Linked DNA regions of Mus musculus: regions 2 and 3 are each linked to region 1. Evidence: chromatin contacts called from public promoter capture Hi-C data. All regions are on one chromosome and are shown on one strand. The core of a region is the stretch at or near the end of the contact, and the rest is flanking DNA. Distances in the headings are between cores, read along the strand shown.

The links. Promoter capture Hi-C pulls out the DNA fragments that hold promoters and counts their contacts.
Region 2: a promoter capture Hi-C map of liver shows a contact between it and region 1, with 2.8 times the contacts expected there. The contact joins the promoter of Emsy here to the promoter of Fam168a in region 1. A contact is called at or near these places in 4 of 39 promoter capture datasets (cranial neural crest, liver and pre-B cells).
Region 3: a contact with region 1 is called in a promoter capture Hi-C map of liver, with 12 times the contacts expected there. The contact joins the promoter of Thap12 here to the promoter of Fam168a in region 1. A contact is called at or near these places in 2 of 39 promoter capture datasets (both in liver).

What each region holds. Positions count from the first base shown.
Region 1 is chr7:100,704,779-100,709,133 of GRCm38.p6, forward strand. Fam168a (family with sequence similarity 168, member A) reads left to right here and starts at 1,857. Exons shown (of 9, transcript NM_001362169.1): 1 at 1,857-2,115.
Region 2 is chr7:98,654,732-98,659,086 of GRCm38.p6, forward strand. Emsy (EMSY, BRCA2-interacting transcriptional repressor) reads right to left here and starts at 1,838. Exons shown (of 20, transcript NM_172280.2): 1 at 1,743-1,838; 2 at 13-121. The coding sequence starts at 82.
Region 3 is chr7:98,700,798-98,705,152 of GRCm38.p6, forward strand. Thap12 (THAP domain containing 12) reads left to right here and starts at 2,450. Exons shown (of 5, transcript NM_028410.2): 1 at 2,450-2,681. The coding sequence starts at 2,593. It overlaps Gm15506 (predicted gene 15506), which reads right to left and starts at 2,131. Exons shown (of 1, transcript NR_144495.1): 1 at 1-2,131. It also overlaps the pseudogene LOC108167485.

The DNA of each region.
Region 1 (4,355 bases), core at 607-3,106:
GGAGATTTTACTGTAGGTCTGAGGGAGAGTTCAGCTCGAGGCATCTGGAAGAATCCAGAGCAGAAAGAAGAGTGGTAGAATGAACATGGCCAACAGAATGGACTTGGCTATGAGGTGGGGCAGGGAAAGAAAGAGAAAGAGCTTACCAAGAAAGAGGGGCAAGAGAGAGGAGGCCAAGAGAGCCCAAATATTAGGGTTATAGGATAATGAGAAGCCGGGGGGGGGGGGGGAAGCCCATGAACTGAAGAAATTTAGGGTCATGTTAGAGCCAAGGAGTCTGTAACAGGTTCTTATGAAACTGAGGGATCACTAAGCGGTGCATGGAGGTCAGAATGCTCTTTGGTATGCTAATAGCCAGGCACCACAGGTCACTATTTGTCCTGAATTTCTTTTGGACCTGACACTTATCTTCCCTAAGATAAAACTGTAAATTACAGTAAACCCTTCCTTCCTTCCTTCCTTCCTTCCTTCCTTCCTTCCTTAAATTGCTCTTATCAAGTATTTTGTCTCAGCAACCAGAGAAGTAACTAATACAGTACACAACTACCATTATTTTAATAGTGGGATTTACAGAAAGGTAGACACACAGTCCTGAAACACTGTTTAGGTAAACAAGACCCAAGGAAAGTTTGTAGGTGGGAAATCAAGAGGTTGTTGTATTTGGAATATCTATAGCTGTATCTGTGTGTGTGCGTGCAAGCATGTGTGTGTGTGTGTGTGTGTGTGTGTGTGTGTGTATGCATATGAAATAACCTTTTATGTTTAAAAAACGGTGTGTGCTTCCTTAAACAATTCAGACAGTATAAAAGATAAGAGGAACCTGAAACCTAACAATTCTTTCTTTAAGATAATCACTGATAACATTTTGGAGAATCTCTTCACTGAAATCTTTACGCTTTTATATCCTCGAACTTCAAATAAATCGAACCTGTCTAATCTTGCTGTTTTTGCTATCAATTTGCCCCTCTGACAAGAAATTGTGAAAAGCCTTTCATGTCTAAAGATATTTACCATCATTTTAAATGGCTGCTTAGCATTACGTTGAATACATACATCACTATTTATTAAATCAGCCCTCTATTGATGAATATCTACATCCTTCTCAACTCATATTCAACAACCTCCTATAATAACCGTGGGCATTGTTTTCCAAAAATTTTTGATAATCTTTTTAGATTAAATACTTATAAGTAATGTAAATGTAAACAAATGTGCTTTTTACATGAGGATTTAAGTTGCAGACTTGTCCTCTGATTTTCAGGGATGCCAGGGAAGCTGATGCAGCATTAGTTCTGGCGAGACAGTGACAACGGAGATGGCGAGGAGAGTACAGAATTACAGGTGATGTAGCCAATCTAGGCCCAAGCTCAGTGGGTTGGAATAGTCCTTCCCCTTTTTCTCTCTTTCACTTCTTTTTTTCTTAACATGGAGGAAGGACTGAGAACTGCATGTCCCAGCATTTCGCAAGGACCACACTCCTGGGAACTGTAGTACCGGGTCTGAGAGGGGTCCGGAAGGAGAGAATGGGAAACTGTGTGCGGCATGCTGGGAGGTGTAGTCCCTTGGGCGGAAAAGAGTGCATGTGTAGGTTGTTTTGCTTCATGGAGATGAGGCTGCGGAAATATCCAACTTCCCTCCCAAGAGGCCTTTGAGTTTACAAAAGCCCGTGGGAGTCCATTGTCTGTGACCCAAGAGGGTGCGGTCCAGGACCGGAGCAGGGTTGGGAGAACCAGGCCGCGCAGGGCCGTGGCAGAGCATGCCGGGAGTTGTAGTTCAAGAGCTCGGAGGCTGTGGGACGTGTCGGGACAGCGCGCCGACTCCTCCTCCCCCGCCCTTCTCAGCGGTCCCCCGCCCCCTCCCTCCGCCTCCTCCTCTCTTGCCTGCAGCCGAGCGTCCCCTTCCCCCACTGTCGGGTTTCTCCGCGGCTACTGCAGAGGATTCAGATCTGAGTAGCTGAGGAGAAGGAGGAGGAGGCTCCCGTCCCTGCGCGCCATCCACCACCCTACTGGACACGGACGAGGGAACGAGAGCGTCGCCGCTGTAGCCTCCAGAGAAGACAAGGGCATCGCCGCTTCAGTTGCGGCCGCCGCGGTTTTCGTCTGCAGCAGCTCGCCGGTGAGGAGACCCCCCCTCCGCCCCCCGGCCCGCTCCCGTGGAGCCAGGGCTGGTGGCGCCGGGGAGAACGAGGGTGGGGGCTGTAGGGCCCCCGCGCCGGCTTGGGGGAGGGGACCGAGGTGGCGATGGAACGGCGGGCTGGTGGGGGAGACTTGTCCGTACGCGGGCTGGGAGTGGGGTGAGGGTGGGACAGCAGCAGGTCAGGGAGGGTAGCGGAGGGGGGTGAGGGGGTAGGACTTTACATGGAGGGATAACCAGACCAGGGATAGGAGCATGGGGTGTGTAGGGTATTGAGGTGGAATTTGGGATTGTCTTGGGGCGAGGTGGAAGGTGAGATTGGAGTGGGATGTCTTTTAATGGGGGATGGGACTGAATGAAGGTGATGATTTGGGGTTGGCCTGAAGCAGTTGACAGCTTGTGATCAGAGCGGGGTGGGGGCTAAGGAGATGATTTCAATGCCAGTGGGATATAAACGTTGGATGGGACTCTAGGGAGTGCTAATTTTGGAAGGTGGGACTTGGGGTGGACCTGGGGAAGGAAGATGGAGATGGTAGGAGCTGGGGGTGAGGGCTTTGGCATGGGTTGAGACCCCAGCTTGAAATGGGCTGTTGTCTTCTGGGGATGATGGAATTTGTGAATACTTACGGAAATAGGGCTTGGAGAGAACAGAAGAGGTAGGAATTGTTTGGGGTTTTCTTGAGGTAGGCTGCTGCTGGAGGTTTGAATTTGGACTGGTAGTGATGAGACCTCCAACTACAGGAGATGGATGGATGAGGTAAGCTGACAGGAGGGAGTGAATTGTAAGTTGGGCCCCAAATAGGAAGACAGGGATTGAAATTGGGGATGAGGGCTCAGTGGAAAAGGATTTAGGATGAGTTTAGAGTCTCTGGAAGGAACAAGGTGGCTCCCCTGAGCGGAAGTTGGAGGTAGAGGATATGTCAGACTACTCAGCTGGACTCAACTAAAATAATTCTGGCAGGTGTCGAGCAAGGTTAGTGGATGGTATCATAAAGAAAATGTCTCTCTGCCAGTTTTGCAGAAGAAATGTCTGTGATAAGCTGGTTACCTGTGGTGAGGTGGCAGCGGGGATGGAGTGGGTCAGTTTATTTAGGAAAGGAAGGATTAAGATGTCCTCCAAGACACACCAGAGGTTTAGGGGTTAGAACATTTACATCAGCTGCTTGGGTGAGAGACAGTAATAACAAGACCATTAGAAGGGTCTTCACAGGGGACAGAGAAGGTACATTAAAGATTCTCCTAGAGGATATCTCATGCTATCAATTTGACCTTTTTGTTTTACGTTGGAATTGTCTGGAAATAGCAGCCCCAAGGGTAAAGTTATGAGAGAGCCATTTAAGGTAGAATTAAGGGAGAGTGGGGAGTCTTGCAGTTCCTATGTCAAAAAGGGAAAGTTGGGGGCTCTCAAAGCAAAGGTGGGAGAAGGTGAAACTGTCTCTGCTTTCTCCTTTCCCCCTCCCCCTGGTAAACTGAAACTAGTCCCGGAATTTGGAATTTAAATAGACTTTGATGAACTTGAGGTTGTTAAGGGTGCATTCTTGCTTGAGAACTGATTAATGAGACTGAAAAATAGGAAGACTGAATTTATTTTCTAGGCAGGCAAGGTGCATGTATGCAGAAAGAGGTTAGCAAGCCCCACCTCCCCCCAATAAAATTGATTGCTTGAAGTCTCCATTTATTGGTGTCCTGGTTTGCAAGGCAATTAGGCCCATCATTGTATTGCAGGCTAATAATCCTGAGATGAGTCTTGGCACCATCACTTTATGTAAACAGAGAGAAGACAGGAAATATAGAAATGTAATAAATATTCATTCTTTGGTGAGATGGTTTGGTACTGATGGAATTTTTCATTCGATTCTCTTGACATGATAAGCTTTTAAATAATTGGGCTGTTTCTACAAATTGAATTTTCTTCTAGAGAAATTCAGGTGATCAGAATTCTGTCAGGTGTGAATAAAAAGTGTAACATGCAACCATATTTTGTTGTTAAGAGGATGCTGTTGATGTAGGCACACTGCATAAGAGAATAACTGCATCTGTTCATCAGAAATTTGATGTAAAGGTTGTCGATGAGTTTATTCTTGGGGTTGGAAGGCTCAGAGGAATGTAAGGAGGGTATGTCTTCAGGAAGACTGTTTTCAGGTTTAATTTCATTAACTCTAATATGTTAAACTTGACGTGGCTGTTGATTAGAGTGTAGTCTAGGGAAAAAAGAGGAGAAA
Region 2 (4,355 bases), core at 588-3,087, 2.1 Mb before region 1:
CAAAAAGCATACCCAATTTTCGAAGAATCCGTTTGCATTCATCCCTGCTGAGATCCAAAAGGGTTGGCCACACAACAGGCATTGCTGCTTCTGTCTGGTAGCCCCAAAGAGCTTGTCCTCCCTATCAGAGGAAAAACAAATCACATTACCAATGTATACGCAAGGATATAGAAAGCCTTCGACTGGCTACAAACTAAGATTGAAAAGATAACTCATACCATTTTCATCTCCACACTCCAGCTCCTGACAAAGGAAAAAAAACACCATTTGAGAGCACAATGACCCAGCTCATACTAACAGGGGAAAGAACAGGTTTTAAAGTCAAACACTTCTTGGTTCCAGTTCCAGCTTTACAACATAATTAGTTGTTTCATCCTTGTGAATTGGCCTCTCTGAACCCAATTTGTATGCCTTTATTTTAAAAAAAAAAAAAAAAAAAGTAATCCCAAGTTTGTTTCAAGTATTATTTAGAAAACAGGGCAAGCCAAGTTCTGTCATAGTGGCTGGCATATGACTTGCCAAACAGACTCTACCACCTGTGCAACCTTGGACAAGTGATTTGACCTCTGCCAGTTTCCTTAATAATAAGTTAGGAGATAAAATAAGCAAACGGTGGAGCATGTCATTTGGATAAATGAAACTCAATAACTCTTTTCTCAAGTTTTGGCAGTAAAAAAAGAGTCATTTCGACCAGTTACCAAAAGTTTAAAAGCCTAGAATTTCGCACTGTGAATTCCTTGGTCAAACAAAACTACACTACAGGTTGAGAACTCAGTAGATCTTCCTTAACATCTGTTAAACTGATAAATGGATGGTCAGCAGCAGAGTAGAATGAATGAATGAGCCAGCCTAAGAGTCAAACACTAAACCGATATGACTCTTCAACTGCGTTCCAGGCTCTGGGTTGCTAACTCCAACTCTTGGCCTCAAGTGGAGCCCCCTTCCCCCTACTTCCCATAGTCCTCTGAGCTCAGAACCAACTCTGAGCGAGCCAAACTGGATGGCGCGCCCCAGCTGGCAGGATGACATAAAGAAAGGGGGTGGAGAGGAGGAAGGGGCAGAGCCAAAGGAATCCGCTCGCTCCCCAAGCCAGTCCCCGCCTCCCGGTAGAATCTCGGAGGCGGCCGGCGACCGCCCGAATCGGGTACCACGTCACGGCATCCCAAAGCATCCCCTCCAGGGAAACGCACGGCGGGGCCGCACAGCAAAGGAAAGCCGGGCAGCAGAAGCCGGAGCGTGCTCCCGGCACCGGGGTCGCACCGACTCCGTCCCCCGCTCAAGTGTCAGCAGGCAGCCCGCCCCGCCCCCTCTCTAAACACGCACTCGCTCACAGCACCACAACAAGAGCAGCCCGCCCGGCTCCTCGCCCGCGCGGCTCCGAGCGGGTTCCAATGTCAAGCCCGCGCCCCCGCGGCCAGCAGCCAGTCTTGGGAACCCTGGCCAGCGTCCGCGCCTCGCGCACTCCTCAGCGGAGACGACAACGGAGAAAAAGCGGGGGCACGGACAGACAGTCAGACAACCCGGAGTCGCCTCGGGGCTCCTAGACCTCGACCTCCGGCGTCCCATCACCAGGCATGCCGGAGTCGCCCTCAGTCCACTTGAGGGAGCCCCGCGATCCCGTTAGGAAACAACGGAGGATGGGGCTGACCGACCCAAGCCGGGCTCCCCGTGCCTGGCCAAGCGCTCCCCTACCCTGGATAGCCTGCCAGCTTTTCCCAGGACCCTGCCTGAGAGACACCCACCTGCCCGGCCTTTCGGGGCTCATCTAAAAGGCTCCTCCGCCAAGACTAGGGGACACCAGGAATTAGGTTTGTTTGCGGTGCCTCAGAAGGGGCAAGATGGCGACAGATACCAGAGCGCAGGCGCAGGCGCGCGCGGCTCGCCGGGAGGTGTAGTTCGCCTTTCCCGCCTTTTGAGAAACGAGCACTCAAAAGCCTCCATTCTTCCTGTCCCTTTTCCTCTGCCTTTTGAAAGGAAAGGGCGGACAACGCGGGTCCTAGTGGGAGTTGTAGTCCGAGTCCAACCTCGCTCCTCTTTCTCTTGCTGCTTGCTGGTCACATGCGCAAGGAAGTCTGGGAGTGTAGTTCCTTTCGGCTTCTACATTACCCTCCAGTCTCCAGCTTCGCGCGCCTATCCTCCGGTCTTTCCCAGCCAATCAGCTGCTCTTTCGGCTGTACGTGTGGCGTCACACGTAGCGGTCAAGATGGCGTCTGTAATTGGAGCTGAGCTTCGACCTTTTCACTCTAGCGAGGGTTGGGATGAAAAGAACACAGCTTGGTCCCTGATGCCCAGTTGAGGATTAAGATCTGGTTCCGTAGACGCTTGGGAGTAGTCATCAGCGTCTTCCAGCCACCCAAACGACAACTCAAGAAAGGTTATCCACTACGGAGAGAGAAGACCTCACAGTGGCCCGTACACCTTTCTCGGTGTTAGGAGTTGCAAGTGGAGGAAAGGAATCCGAGCGGTCTCAGCTTGGAGTTACGCCATGTACGAAGTAGGAGAGGTAGTGATATCTCGTGCAAAATCTGACAAAGGGAAGAAGGGACTTACTTGAGGCACTACGACATGGTAGGTTCACCATCAGCCTTTGTTCTTAACCACACAATGTTGTGGAGGCCTTGTGCCCCTATTTTACAGATCGATAGGGACCCAATATATTGTTTCTCTGATCCAAGAACTCAAAGTTAATTTCTAGTATTATAAATCCCATCGAATTTTGTTGTGTCCTCCCTCTAAATAAAGAACTCTGGTAGCATCGGATGCAATGAAAGTGCAAATCTTGAGGAATTGTTAGTGTGCATCCTTCTGTTAGCAGATTCCCGTGAAAACTAGGGTAACCACTGGGAGGACATCTAGCTCAATGGCAGATTGCTTGTCAAGTATGTGCAAGACCTGGAGACCTGAATCGGATTCCTAGCACTAAGGGATGTTAGGATGGACACACGAGAAAAACTACCCTGTGGGAATATTAAGATACACAACGTGAATGAAAGTTCTTTTCCTAGTTCATTATGAATTACATTTATAATCTCAGCACTGTAGAAGTGGAAGAAGATGAGGAATGCAGGGTCAGACTGGACTGCAAGAGACACCGAGACCAAAACAAGAAAAAAGAAGAAGTTTTTAAGTAAATTGTGAACCACTGCATATGAGTCTACTCCTGCTCCTGAATGGAGCTGTAGGTTAGTCAGAAATAAAAAGGACCATTTCCTATACAGCTCTCCTGGCCTTCTTATTGCACCCTATTTTGAGGTCAGTTTCTTAAGAATACCTTGCAAGGTAGTAAATTAAGTCTTCTCGAGACAGGAATCAAAGGTGTACACCACCACCACCTCACTGGTAAATTAAGTTTTAATAGGAGGTTTTGTAATTTAACAGACATTCTATGATTTGACTCTTGCAGCATCTCCGTGAGACAGGCGTAATTAAGCTTCACCACTCTATAAATGGGAAAGCACAGTTGTTCAGGAACTGGTGAACTGAGAGGGTTCACATAGTAGAGCCCTGTCTCTAAAGAGCTGGAGAAATGGCTCAGTGCTTAAGAGCACTGGCCTCTCTTCCAGAGAAGCTGGGTTCTATTCCCAGCACCCATATGGCTCACAACCATTAATTCAGTTACAGGAGTACCTTAGGCACTGGACACATGTAGTATACAGATATCCACGCAGGCAAAATACCCAGACACCGAAAGTAAATCTTTTAAGACAACAAAAACTTTTACAGTAAGTCAAAAATAAGTGACAGATTATTAGAGTTGACCCTCCATCTCTTACATAATAGGTCCTTGGTACGGGTTAAAAAGCATCCCTAAGGTCCCACATAAGTAGATTGATAAAACAAGAATTTAAGTTTTGGCAGCCTGGGGTTGACGAGAAGGTTCAACAAGTGTTGTGTGTCTGTCTTGCAAGCCTGATGACCTGAATTCAATCCTCCAGTGATAGTGGGAGAACTGGCTTCACAGAAGTTTCCTCTGATCTCCAACGTACACACACACACACACACACACAATGAGAAAACTCTACCTGTTATATATAGGCAGCTTGGTCCTAGAGTCTACCTTCAGCCAGTAGTACCTCTCAAGATTTAATGTTAGCAGGAACACATGAAGGTAGGTCCTGGTAAAATGCAAGTTTTGAATTTCGTAGTTTGGGGATAGGGCCAGATCCTGTTTCTAAGAAGCTCCCAAGTCTCAATGCTGCTGACACTACATACCACTTTACACCTTCCCTTTCTCTTAGCCGTTTTCTTTTTAAAGAATTTATTTATTTATTATATGTAAGTGGACCTTTGGAAGAGCAGTCAGCGCTCTTAACCACTGAGCCATCTTGCCAGCCCTCTCCTAGCCATTTTCATTA
Region 3 (4,355 bases), core at 1,200-3,699, 2.0 Mb before region 1:
GCAGGGCACTGAGAAAACACTGAGATATGGGATCATGGCTGGATCTGAGTGTACAGAATTAGGAACCTAAGAGAGCTGTGAAGTAAGGTCCAGGACAGGACAGCAAGCAGGCACTTCAGAGTTAGTGGGAACTCTTCTGCCACCTAGGTCATTATGATCTCTGTCGTGTTCATTGACGGTGCACAGCCATTTCAAAGTGCTTTGCTCTGGACTAAGTTAGGGCGGTAATTCCTCTTCCCCCAAACCTGAGACATCCTGCTGCTGTTTGACTACTGCTGGGTGTCTTAGCGTTTTACTGCTGTGAACAGACACCATGACCAAGGCAAGTCTTAAAAAGGCCAACATTTCATTGGGGCTGGCTTATAGGTTTAGAGGTTTAGTCCATTATCATCAAGGCGGGGACATGGCAGCATCCAGGCAGGCATGGTGCAGAAGCTGAGAGTTCTCCATCTTCATCTGAAGGCTGTTAGTGGAAGACTGACTTCCAGGCAGGTAGGGTTAGGGTCTTAAGCCCACACCCACAGTTACACATCTGCTAAAGGCCACACCTCCTAATAGGGTCACTCCCTGGGCCAAGCACATACAAACCATCACATTTCACTCCCTGGCCCCCACAGACTTGTTCAAACATATGAGGCTATAAGGGCCACAGCTAAACATAGCATAATACAAAATACATTTAGTCTAATTTCCAGAGTCCCCAGTCTATAGCAGCTCAACAATGTTAAAAGTTCAGAGTTGCTGGAGAGATGGCTCAATGGTTAGATCTGACTGCTCTTCCAGAGGTCCTGAGTTCAATTCCCAGCAACCACATGGTGGCTCACAACCATCTGTAATGGGATCCAATGCCCTCTTCTGGTGTGTCTGAAGACAGCTACAGCGTACTCATATACATAAAATAAATAAATAAAATCTTTTAAAAAAAAGTTCAAAGTCTCTTCTGAGATTCATCCAATCACTTTATTGTAATCCCAATAGCAAGACAGGAAACCAGCTGGGCAAACTCCAAACGCTGCATCTCCATGTCTGATACCGTAGCAGTCGTCAGATCTCCTACTCTCTGAGCATGCTCCCTGCAGAAGGTGGCTGGCAGGGGCCCGACTTCTGGGATTCTACACAGGCAGAGCCATTTCCTCATCAGCACTCTGCTGCAGCTAACTCCACATCTCAGAACTTGTCCTCTTTTCCCTCACCTATAAACTAGCGTTCTTAATTTCCTTTGAATGACCAGATGGACACTCAAATTTCCCCAAGTTCAGGCTGATCCTTCAAAATACTTGCTATAGCTTTGACAGACGTTTTTCTCGTGTTCAGGTTTCCTTTCAGAATGAATCTAATGGTTTCTTTCTCTAAATGTAATTTCTTCAGCCATCCTTCTCACTGTTAACTGCTTGTTCACACAAAGTCCGTGACCTTTTGGATATTTGCATCCGTTCTGTGGGTGACTGGACGACTACTTCATGGATCATCTCAGACATTTTCCCACCCTTCTTTAAACCTTTTGTGCCAGTCAAATACTCAAGCCCTCGACACCACTTCACCCCCATACGCTTCTTTCAAAAGTGGTGGGTCTTACTTGCAGACGTGTTCGATTTTACGCAAAATTTGATACTTTGTTCTAAATAGCGGCCACTCATTTTGAAACAAAACCATACAGGAACGTTATCAGGCCAGGACTGTGAGAAGCCTGAGGTAAAAATCTCTAGGGTGCTGCTGGCCTAATCATTGCACTATTCCTGCCTCTCTGGAAACCACCAAGGAAGTTACTGCTTTTCTGAGCTTTTACCCTAGCGTCTAGTCAAGGTGTGCGGCTAGCAATCTAGCACTAATTCGGTCACAGAGTAACCGGAAGGCAAAACGGGTTAAAAATTAAATCCTCTACAACTCATGTTTGCGTTCAACCCGCGAGTTGTTTCAAAGCAATCGCAAGGGTCATCCCGAATCTGTTGCCTTTAAGAGTCTACGGTGACTCACGCAATGGACGCATGAACCGTGACAACTTTTACACAAGCCGGGCAGACGCAGCCGTGAAGTAACGTTCTAGCTTGCCCTGGATCTGCAGGAACCCGCACACAGCAAACCTACCCGAATAACCCGGGGTTGCGCTCGCCAGTCCCGGGGAGACTACAGCGCATGCGCAATTCCTTCCTTGCGCGGGTTGGGTTGTGCGCATGTGCATTGAGACTACGCAGCTGGCCCGACCCTCTCGAGTGCGCATGCCCGCCCGCAGGGACGGTCGCCTGCGAAGAGGGCGGGGGCGGATAGCTGAGGGAAGAGAGGGCACCCTCCAGCGCCAGGGTGCATTGTGGGAAGGAGGCGGTAGCGTCCCGGGCGGGCTGGAGGTGCAGCAGCGGCGGCGGCGGCGGTAAATCCTCCCGGCCGCACACAGCACTGTGGAGCCGCGGCCCCAGCCCAGCCTCGGCCCGCGCGCCCCTCCTGCCCCTCGCGGCTTCGCGCGCCAGCCCCTCCTCCGCGCGCGGCCTTGCGGAGCCGGCCGGCCGGCCCAGCTCCCCTCCCCGGCCCCGCGGGGCGGCCGCGCTGCCCTGACGAGGCGGGGAGGGGAGGGCTGGACCGGCCGGCGGCCGGACGACCATGCCGAACTTCTGCGCTGCCCCCAACTGCACACGGAAGAGCACGCAGTCTGACCTGGCCTTCTTCAGGTTCCCGCGGGACCCGGCCAGGTGAGTGGGGCGCGGAAGCTTCAGGGACTTGCGCGCACGTGCGCTCGCGGGCACCCGGCCCAGTGGGTGCCACCCGGGGGCGCGAAGGCGGATGAAGTGGGCGCTTAGCGCCTTTGGTGGTCCGACGCGGTTCCTTAGCTGTCAAAGAAGTAACCCTTCTCCAGGGCTGTGTTCCCAGGGGCCCTGCCTTCCCCCGCGTCACTGGTCTCTTCTAGGACAGTGTTTCTGTTTGGAGGCGAGCCGCTTTCTTTGATCTTAAATCAGGTCACAACTGCCTCCTTCGGACTTGTCAACCCAGTGTTCAAATGCCGACCGTTACTCATTGTCTCCCTTGGTTGTTGGGACCACAGAGGACAAGTGTGAGGGCGTGGGAATATGGTATTGCAACTTCACTTTTCCTTGGGGTAGTTTATAATCTGGGACGTAGTCTGAGAATCATAGGGACTTAGTGTGATAGACTGCAGGTAGTTCTCAGAGCTCTCCTGTTGGCTCATTCGTTTAAAAATCAGTGCTTAACCATGTTTGAAGTACTCATGTCAGGTGCTGGAGACTCGAGTGAATTTTGTCACGGACGGCAGAAAGCACCTAATCCACAGAGAGAGAGAGCAGATCTATCAACGAGCGCTGAATATAGCATGATATTAATTGAGCAAATATTTATTGAAAGCCGACAGTTGGTAGAAATTGGTCAGAGTATGAGAGTGGGTAACATGAACCAATGAAAATCCCTCTTCTCAGAGGTTACATTCAAGTCTTGGGAAATTGGCAAGTAAAATATTTATAATACCGTGTCCAATAATGAAAAATATCCTGAAGAAAAATACAGCAGGGGTTGGAAGGGCTTTTAGCTAGGGAACAGGTGGAAAGATAGCTCAATGCTGAAGAGCACTTATACTCGCAGAAGGCCTGGGTTCTATACCCACATTAGGTGACTTCAGTTCCAGGGGATTACACAACCTCTTCTGGCCTTCCTGTGTACCAGGTATGCTCAAAGTGCAAAACGCTCGTGCATATACCAGAGCAGATTAAAGAAAAAAGCATAGCCAGGGAGCTGAGCAGTGGACATTGTCTGTTATCCCAGCGCTGAGGAGGCAGGGAGAATTGAGATTTGAAGCAGGCCTGGGTTAGAGTAAGTTCCAGGCCAGTTAGGGCTGTAGTGTGAGTCTTGTCTCATGAACCCGTTTAAAAAAAAAAGTATAAAAAACGGAGGCACAGTTTCTATTTTAAACATAACAGAAAAAAGTCTCACCATAATGAATCTGAACAACAACAAAAAAAAATTGAATTGGGGAAGGGGAGAGCTGTGCAATATGTTGGAAAAGCATCTGGAAACAGTAAGAGTGAAGTCAAGGCATGCTTGCTGATGAGGTTTATATGGGAGACGGAAATTGTTTAGGAAATTGTTGTCCATGGAAGATATTCTGGTGGTTATCCTGAGTGAAGTGGGAGAGTTTAGAGCTGCAAGAGTTCTTAACAGGATTTTTGGCTGCTTGTTAGTTGTAGGGAAGTAAAGATATGAGCAGGAAGACCAAGGGAAGACTGTTGCAATAATCCAGATCAGTAGAAGAGGATGAAGAGGGAAATTGATGCCTTTAGATAAGGTTTGAAGATGAAGCCAACAGGATTTACTAGTAATTTGGATGTCGTTTATAAGAGAAAAGAGTCAAGACTAAC